3 separate regions of the Callithrix jacchus genome follow, and all the other regions are linked to region 2. The links are chromatin contacts, called in public Hi-C maps. All regions are on one chromosome and are shown on one strand. Each heading gives the region's core, a stretch centred on a gene start, on an enhancer-like site or on the middle of the called end of the contact. The rest is flanking DNA. Distances are from core to core; before and after follow the strand shown.

Evidence for each region. A called contact is a pair of places that touch in the nucleus more often than the background predicts.
Region 1: a Hi-C map of skeletal muscle shows a contact between it and region 2, with 5 times the contacts expected there. The contact joins two enhancer-like sites. A contact is called at or near these places in 2 of 3 Hi-C or Micro-C datasets (both in skeletal muscle).
Region 3: a contact with region 2 is called in a Hi-C map of induced pluripotent stem cells, with 9 times the contacts expected there. The contact joins two enhancer-like sites. A contact is called at or near these places in 3 of 3 Hi-C or Micro-C datasets (induced pluripotent stem cells and skeletal muscle).

What each region holds. Positions count from the first base shown.
Region 1 is chr9:127,232,858-127,236,965 of calJac240_pri, forward strand. All of the region lies in intron 3 of ZNF664 (zinc finger protein 664), which reads left to right. Among named protein-coding and RNA genes, the nearest start is that of CCDC92, 83 kb to the left of the region's middle. Within about 2 kb of position 2,259, at least 3 of the 16 cell types and tissues checked have an H3K27ac peak or open chromatin away from gene starts, as enhancers often do. A contact at or near this core is called in skeletal muscle, where this site is marked.
Region 2 is chr9:127,505,501-127,510,216 of calJac240_pri, forward strand. It overlaps NCOR2 (nuclear receptor corepressor 2), which reads right to left. Exons shown (of 48, transcript XM_078337682.1): 48 at 4,597-4,716. Among named protein-coding and RNA genes, the nearest start is that of RFLNA, 32 kb to the left of the region's middle. Within about 2 kb of position 2,676, at least 4 of the 16 cell types and tissues checked have an H3K27ac peak or open chromatin away from gene starts, as enhancers often do. A contact at or near this core is called in skeletal muscle, where this site is marked.
Region 3 is chr9:127,214,651-127,219,001 of calJac240_pri, forward strand. All of the region lies in intron 3 of ZNF664 (zinc finger protein 664), which reads left to right. Among named protein-coding and RNA genes, the nearest start is that of CCDC92, 65 kb to the left of the region's middle. Within about 2 kb of position 1,596, at least 2 of the 16 cell types and tissues checked have an H3K27ac peak or open chromatin away from gene starts, as enhancers often do.

The DNA.
Region 1 (4,108 bases), core at 1,009-3,508, 270 kb before region 2:
AACATGGTGAAACCCCATCTCTACAAAAAACACAAAAATTACCTGGGCATAGTGGGGTGTACCTATAGTCTTAGCTACTCGGGAGGCTGAGGTGGGAGGATTGCTTGAGCCCAGGAGGTCAGGCTGCACTGTATTCCATCCTGGGCAACAGAGCCAGACCCGGTTGTCTAAAAAAGAAAACAAACATCTTTTTGTCCTGTGGCTCGAAAGTGAACCTTAAGAGGCGAGACTTTCCTGTGATTATCCTTTTATTTTTTTGAGACAGAGTCTCACTCTATTGCCCAGGCTGGAGTGCAGTGGGGCAGTCCTAGCTTATTGTAACCTCTCCCTCCAGATTCAAGTGATTTTCCTGCCTCAGCCTCCCAAGTGGCTGGGATTACAGGATGTGCCATCATGCCTGGCTAACTTTTGTAGTTTTAGTAGAGACAGGGTTTCGGCATGTTGGTCAGGCTGGTCACAAACTCCTGGCCTGAAGTGATCCGCCCACCTTGGCTCCCCAAAGTGTTGGGATGACAGGCGTGAGCCACCACACCTGGCCCTGTGATTATTCTTATTCTGTACTTACGCTTTGTGCCTCAGTTTCCACGGTTAAAACATGCTATTTTATTCCTCACAGGATAGGAACAATTTGTGTTAATAAACTTGGCCTTCACCTTCAACCTCTGGAGGATTTAATGCGCCCAAATGATGTTGGGTCTGTGTGAATTCAGTCCTATTTATTTGGCTCTTTCCTTTAAGGAATCAGGATAATGCAAGAAAATTCAACAATGAGATCTTTCGGATTTCAAATAACCGTAAGAGGAAGTGGTGTTTATCTAACGATTTAGGTATAATGCATGTTTGTTTTTTCCCATAGGCCATTGTGTGTGTGTGTGTGTGTGTGTGTGTTGTGGGGGGGGGGTTATTCTTAACTTAAAGAAGTGAACACTTATTTTTCCCCATTAATTCTTTCCTCTGGGGCTTTCGTAGGCATTGTGACCTGTGGGGCTGGAGTTGGGGTCTGTGTCTGAATATGTGCTAGCAAATGGAAGGAAGGCTGTCTCCCATCTCTTGTGAAATAGCTTCACCCAGTTACTCTTTGATCCAGATGGTTGAGTTAGATGAAAACATTAGTATTTCACCTCCTAGTAAAGTGACTGTTTAGAAAAAAATACTTAGGACCGAAAAAACTCTTGCTAACTCTGTTTGCTTCCAAGCAACGATAGGTTTTGAGGGAGGGGAAGGTGGCTTCACTGGGGCCGTGAGAGACGTGAGGACGAAGGGTGTCCAGGACGCTCACACTGAGTCATCAGGCATCTAATTTTCTGGTGATGAAGAAACGAAGCTAATCCTTTGATATGATTTTCCCCTCCCAGGAGGCATTCATGTCTCCAGGAGCCACTGGGACTTCCATAACAGCCTGGAGGAAGCCACTGTGTCTCCTGAGTCCCCAGCACCCCAGATGAACATGTCAAAGGATGACCCCCAGCCCAGCACTATGGCTGCAGGGCCGTGGATTCTGTTTTAAGTGAAAAAGAATATCCGCCTTCCCATGTCGTTAGTTGGGGAGAAGATGAAAAGGAAGGGGCATGTGGAAATGTGTGCTGAGATGCCTTCAGTCCTAGAAATATTAGCAAGCTCCAAAGTCTCCTCCCAGGTCTCTGGTTAAGAGCCTTTTCACAGGTTGGATCCTGCAGTTTAGTTGAAAATCCCCGATGGAAGCGCTGAACCATGAAAGAAGAGAGGAATTACCAGGACGCGCGCTCCATAGAATGGAAAAGCCCTTCAAGCTGCTGATGAGTCTTTTTTCAGCTCTAAAAGTCAAGGAAGGTCTCGGCCAGGCGGGGTGGCTCACGCCTATAATCCCAGCACTTTGGGAGAGGCCGAGGCAGGCTTGAGCTCAGGAGTTCAAGACCAGCCTGAAAACCGGAAACATGGCAAAGCCCATCTCTACAAAAAATACAGAATCATCCAGGCGTGGTGATGTGTGCTTCTGGCCCCAGCTACACAGGAGCTGAGGTGGGAGGTTGGCTTGGGCTTGGGAGGTTGAGGCTGCAGTGAGCCGAGATTGCACCACTGCCTCCAGCCTGGGCAACACAGTGAGACCCTGTCCTTAAAAAAGTCAAGGTCTTCACAACTCTAGGAGGCAGAGTGGAATCGAGTCTTTGGCTTCAAGGAGAGAGTGGAGGGAGGCAGCTTAACAGGAAGAAAGTAAAGTGAGCAGAAAAAGCCTCTCAGAAAAATAAAGGCAGATGCCAGGAAGGAGAGAGGGAAACCCCCCTGCCTACCGCACTCAACAGGGAAGTGGGGTGGAAAACGTTCCCTATGATATGCCAATTGAGAGTCAGCTGGATCTTTTCCACATTTCTTTCTCCTCCTTTTCCCTTTGTGCATATTTCCTGTGCAGACAGCTTCAGGACGCAGTTCCGGGGAAGCTGATTTCTTCCAGACCCCCCTCTGCCTGCTAGAACAGGGCGTGATTGCTACAGGGTGAACCAGCAAGGGGGCAGCCGAGCACCACACATTAGAAACCAAGGTCCTTCACCCTCCAAGCCCGCTGGGCAGCAGCTCCACCCACTTCCTTTGAAGCGGCCCTCTCTGTTTTTTCTAGGATCCAGAATTTTCCTGTAATACATTGGGTCTATTTTTAAACCCACTTTCCATTAGCTGGGAGTAAAGAATGGAAAAATATAATGAATTGTAGGAAGAAGTGGAACATAGGCATGAATGTCAATGGTGGAATTTTATAGGCACATAGCAATCTCCTGTTGAAAAGCCACCATGATTATTTTTAGAATGAGAGTTGGTGTCAGGGTGGCCCGAGAGAAGGAATGGGAAAAGAAGGTTTCAGCTTTCACTCTACAGTTCAAAGCAGCATCTTTAGACCCAGATCTAGCTTTGGGGAGGCATGATGACGTTTCCATTACACCCAGCACCACTGTGGTGCCAGGGACCTAGCACGGGGCTCTTGGTAGTCCATTAAATGGATTCTGAGACTGCGATAGGCACCCAAGGATCCTGCCAGACAGCACTCTCAGGAGGAAGGTCTGCAAGGAGCAGCTGAGCCATTTGGATTTGAACTCTGGGAGGCAGAAGTCCCCGCACCCATCATGCATGGACTGATAGGACGTTTTCGTGGTGTGCACCAGTGTGTTTCCACACTTGACAGCGGTTGATTTGAATGAACCTTCATGCTGCACGTTCCCAGCCAGTTGTCTCTACTTTGGAACAAAAATTGCAGAGGTGGAAAAAAAAAAAAAAGTTTGCCATCCTCAGTTCAGCATGTAAGCACATGAGCTGCCCACCATTCAGAGTGTGGCGGATGCTATGGGAGATGCTAAGGTGACTTAGACAGGGCCTCTGTCCTCAAGAGGTTTCCATTTGATTAGGAGGGGCAGACAGACTCACAGATGGCCATAACAGAAAGTTAAGCACATTACAGTCACCAGGAAAGTGCAGAGCATGTGTGAAGAGGGAGGAGCCTTCCATCAGGGTCGGGGTGTCTCCCATTCTGTGGAGTTGGTGGCACTGGAGACAGACCTTGAAAGATGACGCTGCAGGAACTGGCCGGATGCCCACCATCTTCTCTTCCTGGTATTAGATACAATGAGTTCTAAATTTCTCTTCAAAGAATCAGTATGTCAGCATGTTCAGCTCTCTTATTCTTTCTCTATTTTAAAGTTTAATTTCCTTGTAATTCCAGTAACAACCTTCTCCACCAGTTCTAATCAGTAGTTCACATCTGTTCCCCTGGCCCTTGGCTCCATCCTGACTCATCCTGGTCACCTTCTTTGACCTAGATAACCCCTGGCCACCTGCTCTGACCCGCCTGTAACTGTCCTTCTTGCCAAACACCCCCCCTGCCATTCTAGCTTGTACCCCTGTTATCTTTAAAATAGCCAATCGTGATTAATCTAGCTTGTGTGGTCTAACCTTAGCCAATAGGGGAATGACACAGCAGTGGGGAATGACACAGCAGTAGGGACTACCCCCCATCAGGCATAAGTACCCCTTCCCCCCATGTCCAAGCATGCAGCCACCATTGCTCCATCTGTGCGCTGCACCCTTCTATAGAAATAAACTGTGTTGCTGAGAGGATTTATCTTCAAGTGCTATTTCTTTCTTTCTT
Region 2 (4,716 bases), core at 1,426-3,925:
GGGGTCTCATCCCCAACCCCTCCCCGGGGCAGGGGGCTCTGTCCTGACCTCTCCGCTGGGCCAGCCCCTGGTCCCACACCGGCCTCCCAGGTCTAATTCTCCCTCATAATCCATCAGTGCCCTTGCAAGACAAAAACTGCCCCGATTTCAGAAAATGGGCAAATTACCTTACTGAGCAATGGCTCACCACTGCAGACACTCCTGGGCCCCCAGAGGGACTCATGCACCCCAGACACTCCTAGGCCCCCTCAGGGATTCACGTCCAGCCCATGGTGGTGGGCTCCTGAGGGTCCCTGGCTGGGCCTCCCCTCCCAGCCTTTGCCCACACAGGTTTTCTCCTCTCAGCCTACTCCTTCCTTAGACCTGCCTCCTCCAGGAAGCCACCCTGACTGCTCCAGTTCATCTGTGTCATCCCAGGAAGTCTTGTCCAGAGCCAGCCCCAGGGTCTTCGGGACCAGTCCGTTCCTGCCCTGCGGGCAGCAGCTCTTCAGGCGGGTGGCCAGGCCTCCTTCTGCAGAGACTTTTGTGCCAATACTGGAGACCTCCTGGTTAGATGGAAGCAAAGGAGCCAGGTTCCAGGTGAGGGCCTAGCTCCAACCTTGGACACCAGCCCTGCCATCATAGTGGGGGCCGCCAACCACCCCCACCAGAAACCCCTGGAACGCTTGTTGAAAATATAGATTCCAGGGCCAACCCCAGACCTAGAGCATCAGACCGTCTAACTGGACCCAGGAATACACATTTTAACCAACTTCCCCAGGTCCTAAGACATGGTGTCCATGGCAGAGCTCTTTCTAGCTTTCTATGGAGAACTAGCCACTTGCAGCGTCTGTTCACAACACACTTTCCAGGGAGGTTCAGAGTCAAAGGCAGGGTCAGGAGCAGAAAGACAAGGGCTCCGCCTCCAGGGTGCTGTCAGGTTTGAGACAAGGCTTGCAGGGTTATCAGAGACCCAGACGGGAGAGAAGATGGGCCAGGGTAGTGTTTTTTTTTGAGGAAGTCATGCCCTAGCTGGGTTTTGTAATGTGTATAGGGGTTTTCCAGGGAGATGGGGGTCAGGGGAACAGCGTGAGTCTCCATTTTAGATGGAGCAGTGAAAAAGCCACACAAGACGGGTGGGATGATGGCTTTGGGAATGGGAGGGATGAGGGCTTTGGGCGTAGGTGGGAAGACGGCTTTGGGCATAGGTGGGAAGACGGCTTTGGGCGTAGGTGGGAAGACGGCTTTGGGGGTAGGTGGGAAGACGGCTTTGGGGGTAGGAGGGATGAGGGCTTTGGGGGCAGGAGGGATGAGGGCTTTGGGGGCAGGAGGGATGAGGGCTTTGGGGGCAGGAGGGATGAGGGCTTTGGGGGCAGGTGGGATGAGGGCTTTGGGGGTAGGAGGGATGAGGGCTTTGGGGGCAGGAGGGATGAGGGCTTTGGGGGCAGGAGGGATGAGGGCTTTGGGGGCAGGTGGGATGAGGGCTTTGGGGGCAGGAGGGATGAGGGCTTTGGGGGTAGGTGGGATGAGGCCTTTGGGGGTAGGTGGGATGAGGGCTTTGGGGGTAGGAGGGATGAGGGCTTTGGGGGTAGGAGGGATGAGGGCTTTGGGGGTAGGAGGGATGAGGGCTTTGGGGGCAGGTGGGATGAGGGCTTTGGGGGCAGGAGGGATAAGGGCTTTGGGGGTAGGAGAGATGAGGGCTTTGGGGGTAGGTGGGATGAGGGCTTTGGGGGTAGGAGGGATGAGGGTTTTGGGGGTAGGAGGGATGAGGGCTTTGGGGGTAGGTGGGATGAGGGCTTTGGGGGTAGGTGGTATGAAGTCTTTGGGGGTAGGTGAATGACAGCTTTGGGGGTAGGTCTTTGAAGGTTGGGGACCGCCTGACTAGCTGGGAGACAGAGCGGACCCTTTAAGGGTACCAGGAGGCTGCAAGCTTTCCATGCACCTGCAGACAACTGCCCGCCTGAGTTGGGTCTGGTCCCTGGTCCTCAGAGAAGACAGGTCGTGTTGCCTAGTGGTACCAGTTCAGACGAACAGAGATGGGGGCTGGTGGTGATGGCTGTGAGGGCTGAGCCCTGTGGTCCACACCCATCTCTCTGGTCTAACTGTGACTGAACAAGGTACTGTGGGATCCTGGGCAGCACTGATACGAGCGGGCAACCCCGGACGGCTGGCGTGACCAATACCCTGACCCAGCCTGGATTCCAGGTGGGGGTCACTCTGTGCCCTGGGTGGAGGGCAGGCCCACCTGGGACAGGGCTCTTTGCCAGCCCCACACTGCCATCTGCCTGCTGGCCTCAGAACTACAGCCCAGCACCAGGCTCAGCCTTGTCTGGAAGCATCAGGGCCTGGCACGCAGATTAAAAACCAAGGCCCAGAGGGCACCCGAAGCTTCCCCAAGTTCACACAGACTGCAGCCACCAAGCTGGAAGCAAGGCCTCAGCTTATTTTTACCCTGGGCACAGTACTCAGGGTAACACAGACAGCCAGTGAGGCTGGGCAGAGCCCCTGGGGATGCAAAGGTCTCTCTCAACCCCCTCCTCCCAGGTCCCCACCTAGGGGAGGCAGGACCCTGGGCAAGCCCGGGCCCTGGAGGCTTGGGGTCCTCTGGGAAGGTCGGGACAGGAGGTGGCAATTTCTGCTTCCAGCGGACCCTGGTTCTCCCCTCCATTGCTCCCTAGTCCTGCGGGGCTGCTGTCTACAGTGCTGGATGTGGGGTTGGTCAGGCACCAGCACAGGGCCAGGGATCCCCGATCTTGGCCATCCTTGCTGGCAAAGCCCCATCAGAGCCCCCAAGGCTGACTCCTATCTGTGTGGGCACCATCCCTTTGTCCCTGCTTACCAGTTGCTGGGCCAGCATGGGCCCTCTTTGGGGATTTGGGACTGCCTATTTCTGGGTGAACTGAGGGCAGCACCCCAGACTGCCTGGGCCTGAAGGCCAAGGGGTGGGGACAGGCGGAATTCCAGGACTCTGGGCCACGCTTAGCATGGTTCAGACGCACCTCTGAAGGAAGAGCAGAAAGAGAATGCCCTGCTTTGCAGATTATCTTGTGCCCATGAGCGACAGAGGGCCCACATCCCACCCCCTGCACTCCCATAGATTTTAGAGCCTGGGAAGCTGGGTCTGCCCTGGGAACCCATCTAGAACGACTCGGCCTTTGCAGGGCAGGCGTTCCCTGGCTGCCAAGTGTTATACGTCTGGTGGGTCTTGGGTGGAGTGGGACACTGGCTGGGGGTCCTCAGCCCACAGTGGCTCCAGGAATGCCATTGGGCAGAGCTGACTTCATGGCTCTGACCTCTGCTCTGGGATGGGGTTGGGCCTGAGGTCACACTCAGGCCAGCATTGTCCCTATTGGCTTGGGGACATAAGGAGGCTAAGAGGTTGTGATAGGGCTGCCCAGATGGAAGCTCTGTGGGGAGGCTTCAGGCCAGCCTGGACAAGCAGGGGAAGCTCCAGGGTGAGGGTGGGTTCCCTCCCTCTACAGAAGCAGGCAGTGGCATCGCAGGGGGCGCCAGTGCCCTCCCCATGCCAGGGCACCTGCAGCCATACCTATGGGCCAGTGGACAAATGAAGTCTCCCTGACATCCTTCCAGTCCACCACCTAGTCTGGCTCTGGGGACTGAGACCACATACAAAACTGGGCACCAGGTGGGGCATCAGGCTTTGGGGGAGTGTGGACCAGCAGCCATGCTGCTGAAGCCAGCAGAGGAAAAGGGCAGTAAAGCGTGGGGGAGGGCCAGGCCACTGGCACCGAGGGACAAGGCCAACACTGACCAGGGTCCATGGCAAAGAACTGTGGCCACTATCAGGCTCTACGCTGCTCCAAAAGGGATGCCACAGGCACAGGACAGGGCATACCCATTACGTGGTACACCCGAACCCAAGAGGCAGGTGGGCAGTGGTCTCCGCCCAAACTGGCAGGGGTTGCTCTCTCTCCTGCCTGTACTGAAAACACACCGGGACATCTCCTATCATGATCTCTGTGGGCAGGGATGACATTAAAAAGGCTCCAAGTAGGAACTGATGGCCATCCCGGACTCCACGGGTGTGAATACTAGACACCTTCACTATGAGTGTGAATACCTGACATGTGTAAACACCTGCACCCTCTCACCATAAGTGTGAACACGACACCCTCACCATGGATGTGAATAACTGACACCCTCACCATGGTGTAAACACCTGACACTATGAGTGTGAACATGACACGCTCACCATGGTGAATATCTGACACCCGCCATGGTGTGAACATCTGACACTCTCATGGGTGTGACTACTTGACACCCTTGCCATGGCGTGAATACCTGACACCTTCTCACCATGTGTGAACATGACACCCTCACCATGGTGCGAATACCTGACACATGGGTGTGAACATCTCAGACCCTCTCACCATGGGTGTGAATACTTGACACCTTCACCATGATGTGACTATTTGATGTTCTGATGGTGATGTCCTTATGAGGGGTATAAATACTCAGTTATGAAAGGGTCCAGTCCCTGGTGACTCAGGGGGATGTGGCCTTGGCCCTCCAGGGTTGTATTCCCGCTGTCCCCTAAACCCTAGCTGTCTGGCCTACTGGCTGCCCAGTATGAGGTAGAGAAGAAACCTTTGTAACTCGAGTATAATTCGCTTTTTAATTAGAACGACGTGTGTAAATGACAGAATACCACCACCCTGCGCAGATGGCGGCCACAGAATACGCATCGAATTCATTCTGCTCAAGAAAGGGGGGGGA
Region 3 (4,351 bases), core at 346-2,845, 290 kb before region 2:
TGGTGCGCACCATTGAGGATTCGACTTTGGAGAGATTCCTGGTGAAGCCAGCGAGCAAGGCAGGAGGGGCCAGAGGGGACACGTCATGAAGACGTCCTGGCACACGGGGACCCACACTCTCCCTCCTTCCCGGTTACCCAGCCTTTTTCTTAAGCCTTTCGTCACTCTGACTGGTTATTTTACCTTCTATGTTCTCATCTCACTCATTCTCTTGGAATGTCTCTTCTGACCTCATGCTCATTATTAGACTAGCAAATTGTTAACTGGACATAAACTTTAAAAGGAAAAATGTCAGCAGGCAGATGGACAAGAGAGGCAGAACTTCAAATGTGGCAGTCCAAGCTCCACGGGAGAGCATGTCCTTCTCAGAAACAAGGAAAGCCAATGGTGTAGGTGTACCTGCCACCTCTAAGTTCAACACGTGGGTGTAATCATTACTAACACGTGACATTGTTAGCTTCATTTTCTGCCCTCTGGAGTATTTTGAAGCATATTTCAGATGTTATGACACCTTTAGATACTTTAGGATGTGTCTCTAAGAATACGGACATATTTCTGCTAACCATGGCACCATCATCCTCACACATAAAAGATTAACGCAATTCACTGAGTCATCTCACACCTAGTCAATATTCATATATCCCCAGTATTGAATAACCCCAGTGGATATTCGGATAGCCCCAGTTATTCCCAGTGTCTTTTCCTCCAAGATTTTATCATGAAAAGATTTTCAAACATCAGACGAATTGAAGGGCTGTTACAGTGAGCACCTGTATATACGCCACCTAGTTCCAGAATGGCCATCTGGCCGTGCGCCTTCCTGTATACCTGTCCACCTATGCATCCTTCTAGCATCCATTAATCCATCCTAATTCTTCAGTGCGTTTCAAAGTGAGATGCAGGTATCAGTACCGTTATCCCAAACACTTCAGCATGAGTGTCATTTGCCAGAGTCCAGTATTTGTTAGTTTTTTTTTCCTTTTGAGGTAAAATTGACATACAATTAAGACACAAGTGTCCAGTATAATATTCGATGAGTTGAGACAAATGGTTATCTGTCTAACCCAAACCCCTGTGAAGATACGGAACACTGTCTTCATCCCATAAGGTCCCCATGTCCCTTCCTGTCAAGCCCCCTGCTCCACTCAAACCCCGATCTGACTTTTCTTAGGACTGCATCTTCTGGAAGTTCATGTAACCAGCATCATACCCTGTGTGAGGCTGCTTTCACACGGCATCGTAGTTTTGATATGTACCCATGTTGCGTGTGTGTCTCCATAGCCTCTGATTTGTATTGCTGTGCAACAAGTAGCCTGTTACGTGGTGGGCCCACCATTTACCCATCCACCAGCTGTTGAGGGACGTTTGGGCTGTCTTCTCTTTGGTGATCATGAGTAAAGCTGCTAGGAACATTTTCATGTACAGGATTTTTTGTGGACTCTCGCAGACGTCTCCTGCTGCTGGTTTATTTTAACCATGACGGAATCAAGGTTTCCACGCTGCAGCCGATGGCTGTGCTTCTGACGTCTCCTTTCATTAAGTTGAAGGGACCCAGTCAAACCCCGTGTTGTAGGTGCCACAGCTCCAGTTACAGGCAGGCATGAGAAGGAGCTAAGTTCTCAGAGTAACAGCTACTGAGCTGCTTGTGTAGACCGTAGGCTTGTGATTGAATGGTTTCGTTGTACACCTGCCTGTTATTACGGGGAAGAAAGACTCCAGGCTGGACATCTCAGAACTCGGTAATTGAACTCATCTCTTCCTCTTTCTCACCACCTGGGGAGTCGGCCATTTTTGTTGGTGATGCTGCAGTGTCGGCGCAAAGCCACAAGGGGGCACCTGTGTGCTTTGTATGATTTAAATTTTTCATTTGGCAAAAAAAAGTTCTCCCCAGAAAAATCAGTATTTTAAGATGTTTTCCCTAAGTGTTTCCGATTCTATTGAATTCAATGGTGACGTTTGTTCAATTGTTCAATACATATCTACCGAATACCCACGATGACTAATGCATTGTGCTACACAGTGTGGGTGGTGGAAAATGAAATAGTGCCTGCCCTTGGGACTGTTCAGACCCCGCAGGGAGGAGTGATAACCACAGTACAGCTCGGCGTGTACTCGAAGTCAGAAGAATGGGTGAAACTGTGGAGATGCAGGTGGGTGGGAGCTGGCATCGCGATATTCTAGGAGGCGATGATGTCAAGAGCAAGTGAAGAGACCAGAAGGTTCTGGAACCCGGGATCTGTTTAGAGGCTGGAAGGGATTCGATGGTCCAGAGCTAGGGAATTTGGAACTTATTCGTGATGTGTTTTGTTTTGTTTTTGAGACGGAGTCTTGCTCAGTTGCCAGGCTGGAGTGCAGTGGTGCTATCTCGGCTCACTGCAACCTCCGCCCCCCTCCAGGTTCAAGCAATTCTCCTGCGTCAGCCTCCTGAGTAGCTGGGATTACAGGTGTGTGCAAGCATGCCTGGCTAATTTTTGTACTTTAGTAGAGATGGGGTTTCACCATCTTGGCCAGGCTGGTCTGGAACTCCTGACCTTGTGATCCTCCCACCTCAGCCTCCCAAAGTGCTAGGATTACAAGTGTGAGCTGCTGCGCCTGGACTTACTCATGATGTTCAGTGACACGGGGGAGTTTTCAGTGGGGAAGTGACTGGTGGTGGTGAATTGGAGAGAGAAGAGGCAGGAAGCTGTCCGTGGGGCAGTTTGGAGGTGATGGAGCCCATGCTGGGGTGACCCTGGGAGAATGGCTGAGAGTCATCTCTGAGTGCTGTGGGAATGAATGAGACCAACGGAGAGGAGAGAGAACATTCTGGAAACCTTCTGGAATGACTGATAATCATCTCTGAGTGTTGTAGAAATGAATGAGACCACTTGGGGAGAGGAGAGAGAGAACATTCTGGAATGTTCTGAGACTCATTCCAGAATCATTTCAGATTCTGATTCTGAGAATCATTGCAGATCATTCCAGAATCATTGCATACCTCTTGGGGAGAGGAGAGAAACAGAATATCCTGGAATGTTCTTGGAGCACTCTTATTTTGAAGTTTGGTTTTCAAAGTCAAATAGCTTTGCATTATATGGAAACTTTCACTGGGTGCTTCCAAGTAGGGTCAGTGGCCAGTTGTTTTACCTGTTAAGAAAAAGTTATCTAGAAGCTTGTTAAAATGACTTTATTCAGGACCATTCTGAGGGGTCGAGACCGTCCCAGCAGGGGAGAGGGAGAGGGCTCAACTCCAAATACAGCAAAGACAGCTGTGGATTATAGTCAAGAGGCAGAGTGGGGAATGGATGGAAAATTACTAAGAGGAGGCAGAGCTTGAGGATGAGGCCTTGCAGGGAAGAGGCCTCCGAGGAACCTATCATTTGATCAAGGGCAGAGTCTTTGTCATACCTCAGGGATTAATCAGATCTTTTGTAAGTGCAAATCCGAATACATAAAGTGGGATGTATTTTTAAAGTGGGAAGTATTTCGATTATCTGAATGGGAGCATGATGGGAGTGAAACGGGATAAATTTATTTTATGCAAGATGAACCAGTAAATTACCTTTATACAAGTATTCATATTTTTAAACAAATATGAAATTTTTTAAACAAAAATTTTAGCATTCCTGAAATTATAAATCAATGGGAAAAGTTTGACTTTAAAAATAAATTCAGTGATAGAGAAATGATTTACGTGGTTCTTTGTTTTTAACTTGGCTGGAAGCAATGGTATTAGATTTCTAAACTGAAAATAGATTTGTTTAAAAAATAAAAATATAGCGTGTTTTTGGTCCATTGAAATAAGGTGATAGGACCGTCACGGTCCCCAGTTAATAGGCTGATTGCCATAAGCACGATCCACACTGATTTATATAAGCATCCATTCTACTCACTTTATTACGTTTCAGGTTCAAATGTTTCCCTGGAAATTTTTTCAGGGAAAAAATATTAAATTTACATGTATTTTTAAAATATTTTTCTTTTTTTCCCACTCACCTTAAAAATCTCCTTTTCATCACTAAGCGGTGGTTCAGCCACAGGCTCTGGATTCAAATCCAGCCCCTTCTCATGTTAGCTGTGTGGCTTTAGTTTCCCTCATTAGCAAGAGGGTTTCCTCACAGGATTGGAGGAGTGACCGCAGGGGTGGGCGCAGCTCCTGGCACAGTTGCTATGACTGATGTTTCTGGTTGACACTGTCTCTGACCCACGTCTGCTTATGTAAGATGGAAGCCTGACCAGTTAACTCTGCTTTGTAAATTAAAAGAGAAATCTTCCTTTTTCCAACTTGCCCAGGAAGCTTTGGTGGGTCCCTAAATGTTTTCTTGTTTTTTTTTTTTTTTTTTTTTGAGATGGAGTCTCACTCTGTCACCCA